Regions from separate parts of the Zea mays genome. Here region 2 is linked to region 1. The links are chromatin contacts, called in public Hi-C maps. All regions are on one chromosome and are shown on one strand. The core of a region is the stretch at or near the end of the contact, and the rest is flanking DNA. Distances in the headings are between cores, read along the strand shown. Region 1 has its middle 100 kb from the start of LOC118476311. Region 2 holds the start of LOC100272448 (Phosphoribosylglycinamide formyltransferase chloroplastic).

Region 1 (3,193 bases), core at 640-3,139:
AGCATAGAATGAATCAGAGTAAGATAAGTAGATAAGGGTTTTGTCCATTTCTATCTAGGTTTCGTCCTACAGTCAACATTTCCTCTGATACCACTTCTGTCACACCCGACTTTAAGGGACAAAGCCAGGTGCATCTCATACATGCGCCAAAGAAGACAACATATATAATAACAGAGTGTATAGAGATCAATGTCACAAAACATCAGAGTATTTATTACATAGCGGAAGTCTTATTACAAAATAAAAGAATAAATATAGAACGAACTAAGGATCGTCGGCGCAAATGTCAACTGAGAAACGCCACCTAGATCAGATCATACTCCTCGCCTTGTGGCTCCTCCTGAACCACCTGTTCTTCTCCTGTGGGGGGTGTGAGACAGCAAGAGTGAGCTCACATACGTTCATCGCTCAACAAGTTGTGGGGAATAATGTGACATGAACTCACCAAAGGTGGGAGTTCATGTAGTGTAAGGTTGATCAATGAAATAAAGGCTGAAGCTGAGCATTGCTTTTATAAGTTGGTCAAAATTTTATTAGCAATTACTAAGTGTAAGTAAATACCGAACCTTAGAAATAATAAATAAAAGTAATAATAAAATAATCCCAGATGCAATGAAATGACAGATTGAGTTTAAGTTCCATATATTAATCATGTGAGTGTCCGAGCCGCTCATGACCGTGAGCACGGCTAGTATACCAGTTTTACACTCTGCAGAGGTTGCGCATCTTTACCCACAAGTCGTGTTACCCATTTGCCACGGAGTTGATCAGACTCCATACACCTCTACCAAGGAAGCGAGGCAGGGTACCACTACGAGGCCTTTACAAAGTTCCACTAGCTTCAGACTACCCGCTACAGTTTATAGGAAGCTCCAGTGCAGGGTTCTTGCCTGACCGCCATCGCAGCAAAATCAACCCAAGGACCTCCCTACACTGACCACTCCCCTACTGCCCTTGCCCCTTTCGGGTAAGGTAGCCCTCCACTAGCTTTCCTAGTTAATCAGCCAAGGGCGTCCCATTATACCCTTGTGGTAGCACTGTTTTCCCGGGTGGTTCTCCATGTTCCCATTAACATAATGATCTTATCATGAACATAAAATAATGAACAGATAATAACAAGTGTAAAAATGAGTGATAAATATCTTTATACCCAAATCCACATAAAGCAATAGCATGTACTACCCAAAAACTTAGTAGTAAAACCAGTGGTGAAGCAAGGTATAAAGATAGTCAAAATCTAGGGTATCCTATTGGGTCCCATCAAAATTAACCTATGCAGATCATTATGAATAATAAGAACATGAATGGGTAAAAGAAGTGATCAAGGGCACAACTTGCCTTCAGCGAGCTCCTGCTCAGCAGTCTCTACCAGCTGAACCCCAGAATCCTCTGTTGCTTGCTCGTCTACTCGCATCAATACAATACATACATAGTATAACAAAAATTAACATCACACCAAACATGTAATTAAAATACACAATAATAATCTAGTCATGAAAATAACATCATAGAAATTGGAATCATTAATTTTGGAGTTACAGATTTTAAGATACGAATTTCTGAAGGTTTCATGCATTTAATACAAGATTAAGTGATAGATAAATTTTTAATGTGTCTTTCATGCCAAAACAGAGGCACTAATGGTTAGACAATAATATTATAAAATTCTAGGAACTGGAATGGTCCAATTTGGAGTTCATATGCATTTTCTATGAATTAAACAAGTTTTTGCAATTAAATTTGTACTAAAAATCTGTTTTTAAATTAGTTTCCCTGTTTTATCTGATCTCGGGACTGGGGCTCAAATCCTAGAAAGCGCAGGGGCTAGCGCAGAAAGTTCCCTAGACACAACCAACAGTGCGAGTGGAGCGCGGGTTGATTGGCGATTTCCTAGGGGGCTCTTTAATAAATAGTACCCGCGAAGGGGTGTGGAAAGATTCGGACCGATCAGATCAGATCCGAGGGCCAGGATCGGATCACGGCCGCAGCAAACTGACCAGCAAGCGCATCCACCCGATCGACGATCGACGGCTACGATTTAATGCCGTGAAAGGGTATCGTTTTATCTAATCGCGTCCATCGCTTAGAAGATCAACGGTCCGCGCGTTTTCTTCCCCCAACGCCGCCAGATCACGATCCAACCGCGTACGCGTGTCTTCCCATTCCCGCGCCCAGATGCGGTGGCGCCGCCCGATCCACGGCGAGCCCCCACCGCCGCGACGGTAAACACACAAATTGCAGCCCCAAATCCTAATTCGATGGTGCTAACCTAACACATGGTTACGGTAATCAGAGGGAGACCCAATTAATCGTGCCCAATAGCCAAGAGGGCCCTGCCCAGGGAGCTCCGCACTCCACGGCGGAGGCCATGGCCGTGAGAGGATGCCTGTCTATCCCCGATGTCCCGACCCCGTCCGGTTCAGATTAACGCTTATAGAACGAAGGGTGAGAGCCGTGCGGAGTTCTCACCGAGATCGAAGGAGTGGGAGATCCTGCCCACGGTGAGACACGGTCCGACCGCCGCCCGTGAGCTCCGGTGAGGAATGGTCGGAGTCGTGGTGCCCTTTCGCTCTACTGACGGCCACCCGCACTACCGCGATGCCCAACCGGATGCTCCAAGGCCACACGCTGTGACCAATCGACGACGTGGGCGCGATTCCACCGGCGACTGGACCTCGTTATTCCCTAATCCTAGCGGCGGCGGCGATCAGTGTTTGCGCGCAAGAGTCAAGGGAGTGAGGGGCCAAAACCGCAGCGCACACGAGCTTTATCCCCAGCTGCCGCGGAATTCATCGGTCCGTTCCGCCTGCGCGAAATCCGCGCCCGCCGTTGCGTTCCGAGGAAGAAGGAGAGCGCTGATGCACGGGCTCCACAGCGCAGCGAGACTGGGTCGAGAGGGAGGCGCACAGCGGCTGGCAAGGTGGTGAATCCTGCAGAGTCCCGCAGAGTTCGGCTACGGTTGGAGCTGTTGCCGCGGCCGGTGAGCATGCTGCGGCGAGAGAGACGGGCTCGGTTCAACAACCGTGAAGACGGCCGACCTGATCTGTGGGGCCCAGGCTGCAGGGACGGTGCGCGCGGCTGGTTTCCTGGGCCCGCCAGTCAGTGATTCACCCGCAGTGGGGTTTGGGCTGGCGCGAGGTGGAAGCTAGGGGAATGGGCCGAAATGTGCAGACTGAGGCCCACTTAGGTATTC
Region 2 (3,222 bases), core at 303-2,802, 180 kb after region 1:
AGCCATTATTTCATTTGTGATCTTCTCTGTGTTTGTTTTTTCCATAGCTTCGTAAAACCCAGCAAGAGCAGGGTCCACAACCTTCTTCTCCTCAAACATCTTCTTCTCTTCAGACATTCAACAAGCACTTGTGTATATCACGAAGCTCACAAATCAAGCGAGAGATGATAGCAAGAGAATTAAAATTTGAGAAAACATCACAAGCAACTAAAATGGCGCAATAGATGATGTCGATGTGGGTTTCTATTTATATGCCTAGTGCATTGCAACTTGGCGGGCCCCATTTGTCATTGACTTTTGCTATTCTAGCAAAGAGAAAGTGTTTTTTCAGACCTTCGGCTAAAGGCCTTCGTTCACGTCGCAGTCTGAATTTGTTAAACAACAAATTAGCACTGCGATGGGCTACTGTTGGTGGCCTTCATCTTTCGAAGGTCCTCAAAAACACGACTAACATGTTTCCCAGTATAGTATACTGTCACAGGAAGCTTTGGCTTTAAGACAAAGGCGTGTATGGTATGAGAAGCGTAATCTGGAAGAAGGTTAGACCAACTCCGAAGCTGTAGATAGAGAAGCTTCGGCTCAGCTCAAGGACGATGATGGAGGATGAAACCGACTTAAAAGGAAAAGATTGTTCATTCCTCGACAGATTACCTTTTGACTAATAGTAAATGTTAGGGACATGAATGTAATTTTAGCCAAGCTGTGTCCTGTGCCTAAAAATGATGAACAGTAACATCGTACTGTTCATGCTGACTTGTAGCACGTCACTCTCGGATTCTTACCTTCTGTTAAGCCGAAGGTACAAATGTAATTTAATATCATTCATGTTTGTTCAGAGATATATGATGATAACATGAATAATCTAATGATCTAAAATGATTATTCATGCTTTATCTATGTTTCATACGATCATGTTTTCATCTTTGTATATTGCAATGAAGAAAGTATGTACTTCATGACCTTCATCCGAAGATCATTATATCCCAAGGGAGATAATGTTATGAAGAACGAAGGTTTTTAACCATTAACATTTGTGTTGTCTTGTTCTTGACTCGTAGCTTTTGAGAACAAGTGACCAACAGAGAATTATAGGGGATGCATGATGGAGGAATCACCTGAATATTTCCGTGTATATCAAACCAACCCTTCGTTCGTCACGCACTCACACTCCGCAGAGATCAGTAGATCGGAAATCCAATGATCGTGTCTCTCATGCAAGGCTTGCTCAGCTAGAGGTGGATAAAGAGGAGTTAAAGTAGATTAAATCGTCTCCTATATAAATTTATATAATAAAAGAGAATTTAATCCCCTCTACTTTTCAATCCACTTCAAACCGCGTCGTCGGCCCCAACGCATCCCAGATCAGACGGGAGTTGTCACTCGACGCAGGCCGTCGGCTCGGCCTTGCCCGCATCCATGGTGAGACGACCGTGCCAGGCCGTTCAGTATTTCATTGGGCCCGGCCCATGTTGTGTCGCCTTCGCGCTGGCAGTCCTTCCTGCTACAAAGCCTTCTTGTTCGCCCCGACTCCGCCGCCGCACGCCGGGGCTCAATCTGCTCCGCTTCCCTCCAGCCTTTGTTTCCTCCATTCCCCGCGCCAATCCTGCCGCCTCCTGCTCGCGCGCTTACTGTAGCCGCAGCTTTCTCCACCCTTGGCAATGGAGGCCGCGATCGCTCACGCTCCATCTGCTCCGGCCCTGCGCCGCTCGCTCAACCTCAACCCCACGCCCGCCGTCCGGCCGCACCCAAAACCCTGGCAGGGGGTGCTTTCGGCGAGGCACCCGTCGAACGCCGTCAGGTGCGAGCCGTCCCAGCGCCCAGAGGCGCGCCCGCGCCTGCGCGCTGCGCAGCCGGCTGGCGCTGACGCGGCGGTCGGGAGGAAGCGGCTGGCAGTGTTCGTGTCCGGAGGGGGATCAAACTTCCGGGCGATCCATGAGGCCGCGCTGGGCGGCGCCGTGCACGGAGATGTCGTCGCGCTTGTCACCGACAAGCCAGGTGAAGGAAACTGCATCCCGCGACGCTACCCACATTGTTAGCGGAGGCTAAAACTGCAATAACTGCATTGCAGGTTGCGGTGGCGCGGAATATGCTACGAACAATGGCATCCCTGTGCTCGTATTTCCCAAGTCCAAGTCTGCGCCCGAGGGGATTTCGGTTGCTCAACTGCTGGATACTCTGAGGTTGTTCTTCTGTGTCAGTTTCGATTTAGTAACTTGGGTGGAAAAAAACATCGCTCAGAGTAACTTGAGCATTCTTATGTTTGTTTATTATGCCAGTAAAAATACAGGCAAAGTTATGTACTTTTAAATCAGTTGTGCCAAGTGGTGATTATGTTTCCTTTGTGAATCCTATCTATCTTTCTGCTGATATTTTTTACTTAAACTTCAACGCCGTATTCAGTTGAAATAATACTGAGGAACAAGTCCTCCATCAGGTGCCACATATTTACACGATTTACTCTTGACGGTAGACGCTGTGATTTGCGTTGTTCTCTGGTATTGGATTGTGCTAATATTTATGTGGTTTGTTTTGTTCTCTGGCATTGAGTTGTGCTAATATCTGAATTTATCCCGTGTATTTTTTGTCTGACTAGTGAAATAAGACTCTTATATTTAATTTTGAAACAGGGGAAACAATGTAGACTTTGTTCTTCTTGCCGGTTACCTGAAGCTTATACCCACTGAATTGATCCAGGAATACCCAAAATCCATATTAAATATCCACCCTTCTCTCCTTCCGGCATTCGGAGGGAAAGGTTTCTATGGTTCAAAGGTGCATAAAGCTGTTATTGCCTCTGGAGCAAGGTAATTTTCAATTCTCGATCATGTTCGAGTGGCTGCATATCTTCATTTACAGAATTGACGAACTTATAAAAATAAGTTAGGAGGAACTTCTTTCATTAGTTTTCATCTATAGCCCCTCATTTTAAGCTTCCATTGGTTCCAATCTGTGTGTGGGTTGTTTGGGAGTGGGCTTGTGGGGGCTCTATACTTGGAGTAGCGGGAGTGCACGGTGCTAGACAGGGGCGGAGGACCCGTTATGGCCAAGTATAGCCTGCGCCATACCTCAGCCCAGTCCGCTAAAGGAGTTAAACATATTTTTTCCAGCGGCCAGGCCCATCAGCAGATCCACCCCGCACGCAACTCACCAAGCTTCCGCGCGTCAGTCTCCCTGCTCTGTGGTCGCTGCCAACCATCGCCCACCACCACCAGTTGTCCAGCT

What was found. A called contact is a pair of places that touch in the nucleus more often than the background predicts.
Region 2: a Hi-C map of tassel shows a contact between it and region 1, with 4 times the contacts expected there. The contact joins the promoter of LOC100272448 here to the enhancer-like site in region 1. A contact is called at or near these places in 5 of 25 Hi-C or Micro-C datasets (bundle sheath, ear, leaf mesophyll and 1 more).

What each region holds. Positions count from the first base shown.
Region 1 is chr2:52,557,517-52,560,709 of Zm-B73-REFERENCE-NAM-5.0, forward strand. No RefSeq gene overlaps it. Among protein-coding and RNA genes, the nearest start is that of LOC118476311, 100 kb to the left of the region's middle. Within about 2 kb of position 1,890, at least 17 of the 20 cell types and tissues checked have an H3K27ac peak or open chromatin away from gene starts, as enhancers often do. A contact at or near this core is called in ear, leaf mesophyll and tassel, where this site is marked.
Region 2 is chr2:52,733,885-52,737,106 of Zm-B73-REFERENCE-NAM-5.0, forward strand. LOC100272448 (Phosphoribosylglycinamide formyltransferase chloroplastic) reads left to right here and starts at 1,553. Exons shown (of 5, transcript NM_001146922.1): 1 at 1,553-1,995; 2 at 2,069-2,180; 3 at 2,628-2,804. The coding sequence starts at 1,659.